Regions from separate parts of the Zea mays genome. Here region 1 is linked to region 2. The links are chromatin contacts, called in public Hi-C maps. All regions are on one chromosome and are shown on one strand. The core of a region is the stretch at or near the end of the contact, and the rest is flanking DNA. Distances in the headings are between cores, read along the strand shown.

Evidence for each region. A called contact is a pair of places that touch in the nucleus more often than the background predicts.
Region 1: a contact with region 2 is called in a Hi-C map of tassel, with 4 times the contacts expected there. The contact joins the promoter of LOC100280802 here to the promoter of LOC100278045 in region 2. A contact is called at or near these places in 14 of 25 Hi-C or Micro-C datasets (bundle sheath, ear, endosperm and 5 more) and 1 of 3 datasets of contacts at active chromatin or transcription factors (leaf).

What each region holds. Positions count from the first base shown.
Region 1 is chr1:186,340,943-186,347,670 of Zm-B73-REFERENCE-NAM-5.0, forward strand. LOC100280802 reads left to right here and starts at 5,326. Exons shown (of 3, transcript NM_001367141.1): 1 at 5,326-5,480; 2 at 5,564-5,709; 3 at 5,809-6,389. The coding sequence starts at 5,351. The coding sequence ends at 6,321. LOC103641388 (U-box domain-containing protein 15) reads left to right here and starts at 1,817. Exons shown (of 3, transcript XM_008664748.3): 1 at 1,817-2,330; 2 at 2,460-2,576; 3 at 2,663-4,304. The coding sequence starts at 1,995. The coding sequence ends at 4,147. LOC103641349 (RNA cytosine-C(5)-methyltransferase NSUN2) reads right to left here. Exons shown (of 17, transcript XR_560270.4): 16 at 6,559-6,640; 17 at 6,327-6,473.
Region 2 is chr1:186,170,320-186,177,586 of Zm-B73-REFERENCE-NAM-5.0, forward strand. LOC100278045 reads right to left here and starts at 2,244. Exons shown (of 2, transcript NM_001151452.2): 1 at 1,444-2,244; 2 at 790-1,352. The coding sequence starts at 1,673. The coding sequence ends at 1,004. LOC100283883 reads right to left here and starts at 4,204. Exons shown (of 4, transcript NM_001156781.2): 1 at 3,782-4,204; 2 at 3,046-3,144; 3 at 2,673-2,963; 4 at 2,238-2,577. The coding sequence starts at 4,084. The coding sequence ends at 2,443. It overlaps LOC100192591, which reads right to left and starts at 6,286. Exons shown (of 6, transcript NM_001137806.1): 1 at 6,191-6,286; 2 at 6,027-6,083; 3 at 5,834-5,932; 4 at 5,670-5,740; 5 at 5,343-5,536; 6 at 4,344-4,633. The coding sequence starts at 6,255. The coding sequence ends at 4,520.

The DNA.
Region 1 (6,728 bases), core at 4,076-6,575, 170 kb after region 2:
AGGGAGATGATGGTGATATCGAGTTTGTGGAGTTCCCTAAGTGTGTGGTGGCGAGTAGTTAGTAAGTATATGTATATTAGCTATCAAAATCAATAATGATGTGTTGATATATAAACTATGCTGATTTATAAATTTTTGTACAGTCAAAGGAATAAGTGATAGCCTTTTGGTTTTGGTGGCATGATGCTAGCCTTTGAATGTTGGCAGATTCTAACTTAGAACTTCTAACGGAGACATTAGTTGTAGTTGTAGCCTTTAAATGTTGCTAGCCTTTTGTTGGCAGGTTGACATACAGCAGTTGTGTTGTTATGCACTTGTGCTTCTAGTGCAGCAGTGCTAGCCTTTTGGTGGTTCACTGTGACTGGTTCTGGAATCTGGACTTCTGGACCTTTCGTTGTTTAATTTTCATGGCAGGAAAGTGCTTGTAAAAGTGGCCAAAATCTTACTCACCTTGGAACAGAATGCACAATTGTCTTTAGTCTCTCTAGTCCAGTGGTACAATCTTGTTGGCGCAGAATGTACAAAGTGCTTGTTGGCAGGGGAAAGCGCCTTGCTGTGATGTAATGCTGTTGCTGGGAATCAGCCAATCAGGTTCATGGCCTCATGGGCGGGTCCTGCATGCTCTCGCTACTTCTCTGTCGGTTGTTGCTTGCTTGTTCAGTTTTCACTTTGTGTCTTTCAGTGATTCAGTCTTTGTCTTACTCTTGCTTGTGTGCACGATGCACTTGCTTGTTCAGTTTTCGTGCACTTGCTTAGTTGCTTGTTCAGTTTTGCCTTACTCTATTGGCTGTTGACTGTTTTGCCTGTTTACTATTCAGTTGTGAGCCTAGTTACTACAGAAAAGTATGCTATCTGCAGCAAATGATTCAAGGAAGGTAATTGGTAAAAAGAGTTATCTTGGGTGGTCCTGATGTCGGTACAGATAAGATCAGGACTAGATACATGCGTGCACGTCTAGCTTTTTATGTGGCTCGCGAGACAAACGAGCCAGCTCAAGCTGACAAATGAGCCAAGCTAAGTTGGCTCGTTAACTTAACATAGCAGCGACCGGTTGTAGAGAGCCACATGCGTGTACCGTCCAAAAATGAATGGAAAAAGGGAAAACAAGCACACAAAAAAATAAGTGGTACATAAAGAAAGGGATATATGGGTGGGCCCGGTTGACATGCTGATACCACACCGTACTATAGATGGCCAATAAGCACGAGGCCCGTGAGCCCGGCACGAAGCCCACTGTTTGAGCCCGATCTGAGCCCAGCACGACCCAGTTCTATGCGGGCCTGGACCGACCCTGCATGAATCACCGGGCCGGGTCTGGACAGGAAACTATGCACGGTGGGCTGGCCTGACATGACCCGTTTACCTTGAAGCCTGTCAAGCCCGCTTTTTACACTAAATTGTGCTTAACTGCCTGCTTAGCCCGTTTTCGGCCCACATTTTCCGTGTTTACCGGGCCGGCCCAGCCCGTTTAGACCCGCTGCGAGCCAGGCTCGAACAGGGAAACGAGCCCGCGGGTTTAAATGGCCCAGCCTGGTTTCCTAACCATGCCTAGTGGGCTGGACCTAAAACGGATCGGGCTTCACCGGACCCAGGCCGAACGGCCCGTTTGGTCATCTCTACACCGTACCAATACCAACGGCTATACCGTACCCTCCTTTCACAGAATAGTTTAATTGCCTACAACGACTGCACAAATAATATCAGCTGCTATAATTTCTACATGAAGAAATATGATGCACAGCTCATAAATCAATTAAATCCATATACGGAGTGCAAGTTAACCTAGAGGGCCGGAGAGGAGGAGGATGAACCAAATTAAGCACTATTTTGAGGCTTCTCTTGTTGCGCTTCCTCGTAGAAGAAATATAAATGGAGGTCGGGATGGTAGTATAGATTTTGGCATGCAGGGGGCACCGCACTAACTATACATAGCAATTCTCCATTTTTTATTTTCTTGTGCCGTGTCTGGCTGGCCCAGAGCGTCGGAGCGCTTGATGCCGCCGCCACCAACGCTGCCACCGTCGTCCCCGGACGACCCCGCGGAGCCATCGTCCATGGGGCGGGAGATGGACGACGAGGACCTGGTGGAGGAGCTCCTGCTCACCGTCAACGCGGCGCGCGCCTTCGCGGAGTTCCGGCGCACGCAGCGCAAGGAGTGCGCCAACCTCCTCCGCTGGCTGCAGCTCGTCCTCCCGCTCCTGGAGGAGCTCCGCGACGCCGCGCCCCGGCTCACCGACGACGCCTACCGCCGGCTCGCCCTTCTCGGCCGCGCGCTCGCCGCCGCGCGACGCCTGCTACGAACCTGCCACGACGGCAGCAAGATCTACCTGGTTGGTTCGATTCGATGTGCCTGTCAGTGCCATGCATGCTCATTAATGCCCTGGCGGCCCGGCCGGCCCATGCATGTTGTCATGTTGATACTCTTCCTTTTGTTTTTATTTGGTTTGGTTTGATTTCAGGCGCTTGAGAGCGAGACGGTGCTTGCCCAGTTCCGCGACGTGTACGAGAAGATGCACAGCGCGCTGGACGGGATGCCGTACGCCGAGCTCGCCATCTCCGACGAGGTCAAGGAGCAAGTAAGCCCTCGCGCGCGCGCCACCTACGCATACGCATCTCCGGCTAGCTGCCATCAATTCTTTACAGTGCCATTCAATTCTTCCAGGTGGAGCTGATGAACGCACAGCTGATGAGGTGCAAGAAGCGAACGGACACTCAAGACATGGAGCTGTCGATGGATCTGATGGTGATCCTCCAGAACAAGGAGGAGGAGGAGCAGGAGAGGAACGCCGACAGGGCCATCCTGGAGAGGCTCGCCAGGAAGCTGGAGCTGCAGACGCTGGCGGAGCTGAGGGCAGAGACGATGGCCGTAAAGAAGCTCATCAACGAGAGGAACGAGAGCACGACGCAGATGGTGGGCCTGCTGAACCGCTTCAAGGAGATCGCGGGCGTGGACGAGAAGGACGTCCTTGGCGGCGACGTGTCCATGCCCAAAAGCCTTGACAAGTGCCCCTCCCTGATGATCCCCAACGACTTCCTGTGCCCCATCACGCTGGGGATCATGACGGACCCGGTGATCGTGGCCAGCGGGCAGACGTACGAGCGGCGGAGCATCCAGAAGTGGCTGGACGGCGGGGAGCGGACGTGCCCCAAGTCGCGGCAGCCGCTGGCGCACCTGTCGCTGGCGCCCAACTACGCGCTCAAGAACCTGATCCTGCAGTGGTGCGAGAGGAACATGGTGGAGCTGCAGAAGCGGGAGCCGGCGGAGACGGAGTCGGAGCGGAAGGGGGAGGCGGCGGACGCGGCCGACAGCATCCCGTCGCTGGTGGAAGGCATGTCGTCCATCCACCCCGACGTGCAGCGCAAGGCGGTGAAGAAGATCCGTCGGCTCTCCAAGGAGTGCCCCGAGAACCGGGCGCTGATCGTCGACAGCGGCGGCATCCCGGCGCTGATCGGGCTGCTGGCGTGCCCCGACAAGAAGGCGCAGGAGAACACGGTGACGTCGCTGCTGAACCTGTCCATCGACGACAAGAACAAGGCCCTGATCGCGAGGGGAGGCGCCATCCCGCTGGTGATCGAGATCCTGCGGAACGGCAGCCCGGAGGCGCAGGAGAACTCGGCGGCGACGCTGTTCAGCCTGTCGATGCTGGACGAGAACAAGGCGGCGATCGGGAGCCTGGGCGGGCTGGCCCCGCTGGTGGAGCTCCTGCGCAGCAGCGGCACCGCCCGCGGGAAGAAGGACGCGGCCACGGCCATCTTCAACCTGGTGCTGAGCCCGCAGAACAAGGTCCGGGCCACGCAGGCGGGCGTGGTGGCGGCGCTGATCGGGGTGATGGACGACAGCGCGCTGGGCATGGTGGACGAGGCGCTGTCCATCTTCCTGGTGCTGTCGTCGCACGCGGCGTGCCGCGCGGAGATCGGGACGACGGCGTTCGTGGAGAGGCTGGTGCGGCTGATCAAGGACGGCACGCCCAAGAACAAGGAGTGCGCGCTGTCGGTGCTGCTGGAGCTGGGCAGCAACAACAGGCCGCTGCTGGTGCACGGGCTCAGGTTCGGACTCCACGAGGACCTCTCCAGGATCGCCAAGAACGGCACCAGCAGGGCGCAGAGGAAAGCCAACTTGCTCATCCAGCTCGCGCGCAAGCTCTGAGCCTGAGACCTTTTTTCTTTCTTTCTTTCTTTCTTTCTTTCATTTTCGGGTGATACAAACGTTTGTCAGCTGTCCTAATAGATCACTATAGTTTAGGAGTTTCTTTTCTTCATTGTTTCACCGAAATTTGTGAGAAAAAAATGTCTTCTCTTTTTTTCCCCTACTTTTCCATGTTGGGCAGGCCATCGTATTTTGGGCCTCTTTTGCCGTTTCGTCCGGATTGGATATCTGGAGCGGGCTAGATAATAAAGTGTATCCATCCATGGCATGAGCTAGGCTAGGTGTGATAGATGGCACGTAGGGTGATAATGACTCTAAAGATTTAATGATCGAATCAGGTTAGTATTAAACTCTATTTTTATTTATTTTTTAATTAAACTTTATTTAGAGTCTTAACAGTTTATGAAAAATTATTTGGATCATAATCCATTAGCACCCTAGTGGCACGTGGGCGCCTGTCGGCCTGTGTGTTGGGCACAGCGCATGCATGCGCATCCATACCAACGCGCCGGCCCATGTTTGCTGCTCTACCGCCGCCACCACCCCACATCACAGCTTTTCCGTTGCAGCGGTTCTTACCACTGGCAGAGGCGCGTGGAATAACTTGTCTTTTCGCCTCTGTGGATAGGATTCGTGCCGTATACAATACTCCGTATTAGACTAGATGTTTTTTTTTAAAAAAAAAAGAACCGTATGCTTCAGCTGTTGAAAACATCACGCTCAAATCCTGACTTTTATCAAGATACTACAACTTTGCTAACAAGGTATAGTAGTGCTTGGCAAGTGGGATTAAACCATTCCCGAAATAAATCTGAACAGACCAAAACAAACCAAAAAAACAAAGAAAGAATTATCAATCGAGTGGACGGGCGCTACATGTACAAAACTCGAACCCCAAAGTGGACGCTGTCGAGATCCCAAGCGACCGAACACAAGTTCAGTGCAGCAAGTTGTTTTTAGTTTTAGACTTTTTGTCAGGAAACGAAAAAAGGGGGCGCGCGAACAGCCAAGGCAGGCAGCGCCGTCAGAAACAGCAGGGCAGTGCCCCGGGGTTGGCTGGCTGGCTGGGACGCACGCGACCACGGTTTGGGCGGCATCCAGAGTCCAGACCACCCCACGGGCCATGCCGCACCACGTTAAAGCTTTATAAATGAAATCACCACGACGACCGCAATTCCATCGCAACAGCTCACCACCACCACCATGGCGCTCCCGCCGCACATCATGGCACTCAGCAAGGTGCAGCGCCTCTACGACGCCTGCGACGTCGTCTTCTCCTCGCCGCCGGTGGCGCCCACGCTCGGGGACATCACATGGCTGCAGAACATCCTCGGTCAGTTTACTACCTCTGCCTTGTTCGCCGCCTGGCCGCCCGGTCAATATAAATTAATTAATGTTTTTTTTCCTCTGCTTCAGATGGCGTGGAAGCAGCCGACGTCGGGATCGACGACGGGGAGAAGCCGACGTCGTCCTCGTCCTCGTCCGACGACGACCTCCTCCTGCCGGCGCCGGCGTTCACGCGGATCACCTACGTGCACATACACCAGTGCGACGATTTCTCGGTAAAGCTAGCTAGCTACCTAGCTGGAGTCAGTTTTGTGTTGTTGTGCTTCGTATCTGACCGATTCCCCCGCGTCCCTGCTCGTGCATTCATCACGCAGATTGGCGTCTTCTGCTTCCCGGCCGGCGCGACGCTGCCGCTGCACGACCACCCGGAGATGGTAGTGCTCAGCAAGCTGCTGTACGGCTCCGTGCGCGTGCGCTCCTACGACTGGGTCGCCGCGCCGCCTGATAATTCGCCGTCGCCGCCCAGGAGGAGGAAACGTGGCCTGGCCAGGGTGGTGGCCGCGGACGTGGTGCGCCGGGCGCCCTGCCCGGCGTCCGTCCTCTTCCCGCGCAGCGGCGGCAACCTGCACGCCTTCACCGCCGTCACGCCCTGCGCCATCCTCGACGTGCTCACGCCGCCCTACTCGGAGGACCACGGCCGCCCCTCCACCTACTTCACCGACGTCCCCGTCCCGTCCCTCCCGGGCTTCGCTGTCTTGGAAGAGACGGACCTGCCCGAGGGTTTCACCGTCGCCGGGGCGCCATATCTTGGCCCTCAGCTCACGGTCGATACGGAGGATGACGACGACGACAACTACGACAGCTACGACGACGAGCTAGTAGTTTAGCTTAGTTATGTTTTGCTTTTCATCTCTTGGTCGAAAGAGATAGATAGTAGTACATAGTTCATAGTTGCAAACTCAAAACTCTCTCATCTGATCTGTACAAATCCTTCCTTCGTCCAGGCCCAACCAACCGACGTGTGTAAATTACTAAGAACCTGCTATTCGTAACAAAGTTTGACAAATCCCACTTTATAATGTGAAACAAAACACACATGCCTAGAATTAATTAATGTGGTATACCAAGTTTTAATTAGCAGCCAACCAAATAGGAAGGTAGGTCCTTGTCAAGATGCCAAGGCAAGCTCCATAGTCGTCGTTAGGGCTGAAAAATATATAACTTCAAATTATTCATAGCTTTATTATAGATTTAAAAAATCATAAGAGCAAGAGAAAGCAATTAAAAATAGATT
Region 2 (7,267 bases), core at 994-3,493:
TACTAATCAAGCCAGTACAAATGTGTTCACAACCGATAGGTCTGCAAAAATGCCGGTACAAATGTGTTCACAACCGCTTATATAGAGCTTCTCTATACTAATGATGCTGAGATAATTTGAGTTTCTAAACTACCCCTAAGTAGCTAAATAAAGAATGGTATTATGGGTGGGGGGGATAGAAATGTTAGGTGTGAGACCCTTTCGAGATTATCTATTTTCAATTAGCATATTTTAAATACGAAATATGCCTATGCTTTTCAAGGACTAGGAGAGATTCAGTCAAACAAGACACAAATCAAACATGATTATCACGGAACGGAACACATGACGAAATCTTTTTGTTCAAGTCAATGTGGCACCACGCGCGCCTCGTTCCGACATCTCCAGGTTGCAGCAACCACCACCGAGAAGGACATATTGAATTTTCGTCGTCCAATATGAATAAAATCTCTTTATTTCTCTGTCTGTATCAGTTGTATTGTAGTAGTTTTCTTCTCTTTGGTCGTCCTTGACTGACGTGTTCAAGAGCAGATGGCAAAGCGGAGCAGGTGCCACCGACCCCATCTAGGACTGACTCGACCTGCTTCCATTTGGTGAAGAATTGCTTGCGCATTTTAGAATTTACCCGTAAAAGAACTGGAGAATTTACAGGTAAAATCAATTAATTGTTTTTTTCAAAAAAAATGGATTACAACTACAGGGAAAAGTCCTTGTCGTCGTACATGAATGCGCGACAATTTCTGTGCTGTGACTGTGAGCAATGGAAAGTGACACGGAACCTCACGGCAGGCATCAAATTCTCAACAGATTGTTTCCACAAGCTAAAGCAGAAAGCGTGCAGGAATGGGTACTTTAACTTGGAGACCAATCCTACTCCGTACTACTGTAGCAGTATTTACAGTTTTTTTTTTGACTGATTGATTGATCGATCGATCGTCGTCTCGAAGTAGATTTACACTTTCTACAGCAGCAGGAAGGAAGGAGAATGATCCATCACAGTTGTTCAGCAGAGGAACCTGCCGAGCGCGAGGCCGACGCCGGCGACGCCGACGCAGACGGCGAGCGCGACCCACCACGCGGCCACCCCGCCGGCTCCGTGGTCCGGTTCCGGACCATCCGCATCTCGTCGTGGTCCTCGGAGCAGGGAATTCTCGGCCTCCAGCATCATGACCCAGCGGCGGTGGGCGGAGAGCGCGACGGAGTCCCGCACGAGCAGCGCCGCGAGGTCGACGTTGGTGGCGCCCGCGGCCGCCAGCTTGTCCTCCGCCTCCCGCGCGCGCGACTGCGACAGGCGCAGCGCCCGCAGCAGGCCGTCGTCGGCCTTGTGGTCCTTGGCAGCAGCGGTCTCCAGCCTTCCCAATTGATTGGAGGAATCCAGCTCAATTCAAGGAATGAATCAAACACCGAAACCGAGATGAGATGAGATCGGGGATTGAGAAGGACCTCTGCAGGGTGGGTACGGGGCCGAAGAGCTTGGCCGGTGGGGGCAGGTCGCAGTTCTGGAGCAGATCGGGGCGGTGCCCGTGACGTCGATGCTGTTGCAGTTGCTTGTGCGGCCGATCGGCGGCCATCAGCATCATCTCCCGCTGCAGGTCGTCGTAGTGGCGCTCCAGCTCCGACTCCAGCCCGCCCTTGTTCTTCCTCCGCTGGTCCGCTGCTGGATCCACATCCATCGCATCGGCTAGAGACCTAGAGTGGTGTGGGTGGTTTGGTGTAGGAGAGCGGTTGCTTCAGCGGAACGGGATGGAACACAACGTCACTCTCTCTTTCTGCCTTGTGTGGCTGGCTTCCACGAGAGAGGGAGAGCAAGAGCAAGCAAGCAAGCAAGGAACTGAAACCGCGGGGACGGCGGAGGAACCGGTGGTGGCTTTTCCTTCTTCGTGCCGAGTTGCGTTGCTTCCGTCCCGAGTTAACCGCGTCGTGGTGCATTACACGGCATGTCCAGTCCAACTGCTATGCTCCTACGCAAATACGTCCGAGTATACTTATTTTCCTTTCGTCGGCCAACAATACGTATGGAATCATGTTCATTGGCTGCCCATGACTCATGTTCGTTTGTCTTAAATCTACAAATGCCCTATATGTCAAAATCCTCTCCTAATTCACTGCAACCCCCCTCAATTCTCTGTTTGGTTCCACCTAACTAAAATTTAATTTATGTCACACCGAATGTTTAAATAGTAATTACGAGTATTAAATATAGAAACTATAAAATTAAAAAGACGAGACAAATTTATTAAACCTAATTAAGTTTATATTTAGGACCCTTGCAACGCGCGCGGGAGGATTTGACGCCCTCACAGCGCTCACGTTTGCCTCACGACGAACATACACCAGATTGGCAAATCAATAAAACAAGGGACATAACTATTTCTGAAAAGGAAATACCATGGGTCAGAATATATATGTGTGTGTAATGACAGATATGACCTATTTGTTTCGTTAACAGTTCATGCTTAGCTTATCACTCTGGTCATCAGATGGTTCCACCTCGGCCTTCTTTGGGACAGAAGAAGGTTCATTCTTTTCACCATTTTCATCTTTGAACATCACGTTAATGGGCCGTCCCATCAATATCTGCAATAATGATCAGAAGATCATACTAGGTCAAATACGAAAGCAGCAACTGGTAGTACCAAGTAGAACCACCCCCATTACTAATATATTTTTACCTTTCCGTTGAAAGCAGATATGGCGGCCCCTGCGCTCTCTTTCGAAGAAAAAGAAACAAACGCGTAGCCAGCAGATCGTCTCGGAGTGGTGGTATGGAAGATAACTTCAGCTGATACCACACCTGGGGCAGAGGCAAATAATTCCCGAAGGTGACGATTTCTTACCCTCCATGTCAAATTCCCGACAAACACAACATACTTTTCCGTGTCATCCGATACCACAGCAGGTTGCTTAGGTTGCTTCTTTCTAGGCCTTGCGAAGTCCACCTTAATTTTCCTATCATTTAAAATCTACATAAAAACAGACGGGAAATAATGGTCAGTTAAGCAGAGCGAGCTGAAACAACGCTTTGTTCAATTAAAAGTAACTTACAGTTGAATTGAGATGGGTGAGAGCTGCAAGAGCCTCCTCTTCTGAACCCATGGTTACAAACGCCAACCCTCTGTTTTTATTGGCGCTGTACATTGAAAGCTAGGAAATCAAGGAACAAAAAAATAATCACTAATGCTGTCACTATTTTCTTCTGTACATAATTCTAGACAAAAGAAAAACAGATAGATACCCCCATCATGAATTGGATAACCATGAAAAAAGTTATTATCCTAAGCGAAAGGTGGAAACACGTGGCATCGCAATCTATCTATCTAATTAACACAAAGCATTCTCCTCTGAACAGGAGGGCCTGAGTTTCAGCATGCTGAACAAAGTGATTTCAGACATATTCGCAGCATAATTCAGATTCCTTGTTGTTGAGTTCAATCTTTGATCAACACCTACCCTGCACACTACTGAGCACAGATTCACAGGACCCAAATACAAACTAGGTAACCATATAAGATTAGCCCATATGTTGTTGTTCTTTAAAAAATATATAGCTAGCAAAGGGAAGAGCACTTTACTAGTAATTAATCTCTCTACACACAATACAATGGAGTTTGCAGCAACCAGACAATAATATTCCCAGATAGTAGCAGAATTCTGGTTTGCATCATTATATTAAACTACATTAGCTCTTCATTCTGGATGGCAGCCAATAATTTTGTTAGCATCCACTGTCTAACAGGATTGCAGTTAGTCCGTTACTAAGGGAAGGGAAGCAGACGCTTACCTCGACGCCGACGACGGAGCCGTGGCTCTCGAAGAGCGCGCGCATTTCGTCGGCCGTGCAGTCCCACGGGATGTTCTGCGCGACGAGGCGTGTCTTCGGGCCCACTTGCTCGACCGTCTCCGCCTCCGCCTCCGCCTCCGGCGCCTGGACCTGGAGGGCAGGGGCCGCCGCGCAGGCAGCGAAGGCGGCGCGAGAACTGGCGTGAGCGGCGAAGGAGACGTGGCGCTTCCGAAAGCGCAGGTGGGGCCAAGGCTGGCACTGGCAGGCGGGGACGAGGCGGGCGAGGGGGAGAGCCAATGCCATGGCGGCGAGCTCGCGAGGCAACGGATGGCGAAGATATCCGTAACGCGGGCTCGTTGGGCTTTATCCCGCCACGGGAAAATATCCTATCCCATTCCCAGGCAGCTAGCTCCACGGCCATCGACCTCGCCAAGTGTCTGCCCGTGTTGCCGAACGTTTGGGTGACAATTGTTTTTGTGATACAAAAAGACAAAACGGGAGGGCAACAATTTACATAGAAACGAATGCGAATCAATAATTCACAGCTCTGCGAGCTAGTATATTTTTTTTCACAGGCCAACGTGTATTTATTTATGGATAGTGACTTGATACAGTACCAATAATCTTCATGGTCCATACATACATATGTACAAGCAGTTTCTCCAAAGAGGAGAGAGAGAAGAAAAACAACAGTACACACGCTATGTACAATGAAGAGCACACCTAACATGCAGTTGATCAATTCTTTGTGTCAACTCCATCGTCTGAGGTTGTGCTCTGATCGAGTTCCTTTTCAAGCTCCGCGATGACCGGCTCCACAGCAGCATCAATCTCATCACTGACCTTGTCGATCTGCACAACAGCACAAGAAAAACATCATTTATTCCAGGTCAACTTTCACTTCACATGTTAACACAGCAACGTAGTGAAATGTTTCAAGCTCGGTTTATGCTACTTCCAAATGATGCAGAAAACATCATCATATGAAGTTTTCTTAACAAAATCCGACGCATGCCTTGCGGTTTGCAGACCTATGTTTTTCTCCGATTCCTTACAGAAGTTGCCATCAACTTATGGTGTCAAAAAAATATGTCTGAAGTGACACTCATGCAGCACCAAGCAAGCAATTTCAAGTGTTGTACAACATTTCTGTGCAGAACACTACCTGCAAATGATTACTGATCTCAGTTCCTCACAAGAAACAACTAAACTAACCTCCCCTTCAAAGCAAGTCTTTTACATTGGTAGAGAGTGTTATATGGTCTCCAAAAGAAACTACCAAGACCAGTTGTCAATACACATTGTCCCAGTGCCGTAGACTCCCAAGTGCAACAGAAGATAGGTAACTAGTTTTGCTCTCCAAAAGAAATGACTAAAATGGTCTCTCTTTTTTTGTTTCAGGAGTTGAATAGACAAAAAATATATGTGCATACAGATACCAGCTAGCAGCTTGGCATACATCAGATTCTCAGAAAGCAAGCACAATATTTTCTTGTGCTCAATTCACGATTTGCAATGACACGATATCAAACAAGAAGAATATAAGAGAAGAAAAGCAAACCTTTTCAGTGACTGCTTCAACCTTCTCCGCATCATCATCCACTACCTCAGCAATGTGTTCAACCTCTTCCACTGCTTTCTGCAGAGACCCATCTTCAGGAAGTTGCTTAGCCACATTCGCAGCTAGCTTCTCTGTTACTTCAGCTAAATGCTCCACAACCTCCACAGCATTCTCCACGAATCCCACCGTCTCGTCTGGCCATAGCAATAAGAATCTCCAAACTCATCACTTGATGATATGAGTATATTCAAGTCATATTGTGAACTAGAATGTTATTTCTTCACAGTTGACCATGGAAAGAAACAGTAATAAGTTCTTGTTGTGTACCTTCGAGATGCCTAACTCTGTTGTAGAACGGCACGAGCGTGTAAACCACACCTCCGAGAACCCACCGTGCCCTGGGAGGGGAAAAAAAAAGAAGAGCGTTGGTTGCGGTTCAGTTCACACCAAAAGCGGCACGCTTGTTGTTGATGTATGTATAAAATCCGTACCAGCTAGGAATCGTAGAAGAGCCTAGACGCTGACCGCCACAGACGGCGGCGGCTGCCAAATCCGCGGAAACGACATCCGAGTTCTTGAGGATAACCCAGCTGCGCAGCAGCACAAGCACATGAACAAACCATGCGCTACCCAGCTAGGTGTTTTAAAGTAAACGGACATTAGAAGGCGAGAGGAAGCAATTACCCCGAGTCGATGTCACCCAGATCGGTACCATCCACGGTAGGAGGATTCTCTCCCTTGCTGCATCGATCGACACCAGAAAATCACAAAAATAAAACGATGCACTCGAACAAAACCCAGCTTGGTTGCCAAATCTAGCAAAGGGAAACAGCAAGAAGAGCACTCGCCTTGGGTCTTGCTGCGCAGCCGGAGCAGGGGTGGGACCGATCGGCTGCATGGTTAGAGTCGCCATAGACGGAGCGATGAGGATTCGATTTGGGGGGAAGCGAAGCAGATGAGGAATTGGGAATGAGATAGAATGGGGAGGGGGCCTCGTCCGTACCGTACGCCAAGGAGTCGTGCTTAACCACCCAACAATCTGAGCCGCTTAAACGTCGATCGGACGGCTCCCGGTAGCCGCGACGTCATTACCTTATCATTATTTTTATCCTTATTGTTTACTAGAGTAGGAATACTAGCATATCCAGATCCAGATACTAGCTAAATAGTTTATCAAGCTAAATTTTATCTATTTAATAGCAAAATAGGTCTTCAACAGACTAGCTATTTAACTTGACAAGTTATCCAGCTCTCACTTCTCAGAGTAACTCTAAAAGTCTCTAAATTTTTTTCCAAAAACTATGTTTTGAGGGTTACACTAAACACTTTTTCCCAAAATCTTATCTCCCTACAACAGTTCTCTAAGAGCAACTCCAATAGTTATGTAAATTTTAGCTCTCTAAATCACAGATTTAAGAAGTTGCTAAATGACTTTTGGAGTAAAAAAATGTGAGTTCTCCAATAGTTCTCTAAATATAGGTTGCAATTTTGTTTTGTATTTATCCACATAAAAAATAAGTCACAAAAACTATATAATGCAGTCAACATTTTTGTTTAGGGAGTTGTTAAATGGTTGCCAAATGTAGAGAGAAAATGAGGTTAGATGACAAGTTGTTAAATTTAGAAAGTTCATTTAGAGAACTGTTGTAGAATAGTTTTCATATTAACTACCTAAATTATTGATTTAGGAAGTCTTTTAGAGAACTATTGGAGTTGCTCTAATAATTTAAACTTGTGACACATCAGCAACTGTAGGGCTATCTTCTACCCGTCGTATGCTTTTTTATTCCATAGGGTTTTTTTCTTTCAATTTTTCTGTTGCCTTCACGTCGCTAACAATACACGAGTGAAGAATCATTCATAAAAAAAGTCTATCAAACAAATTCCTGAGCCACACTACACCGGATGAGCCAGCTAGGAACGGT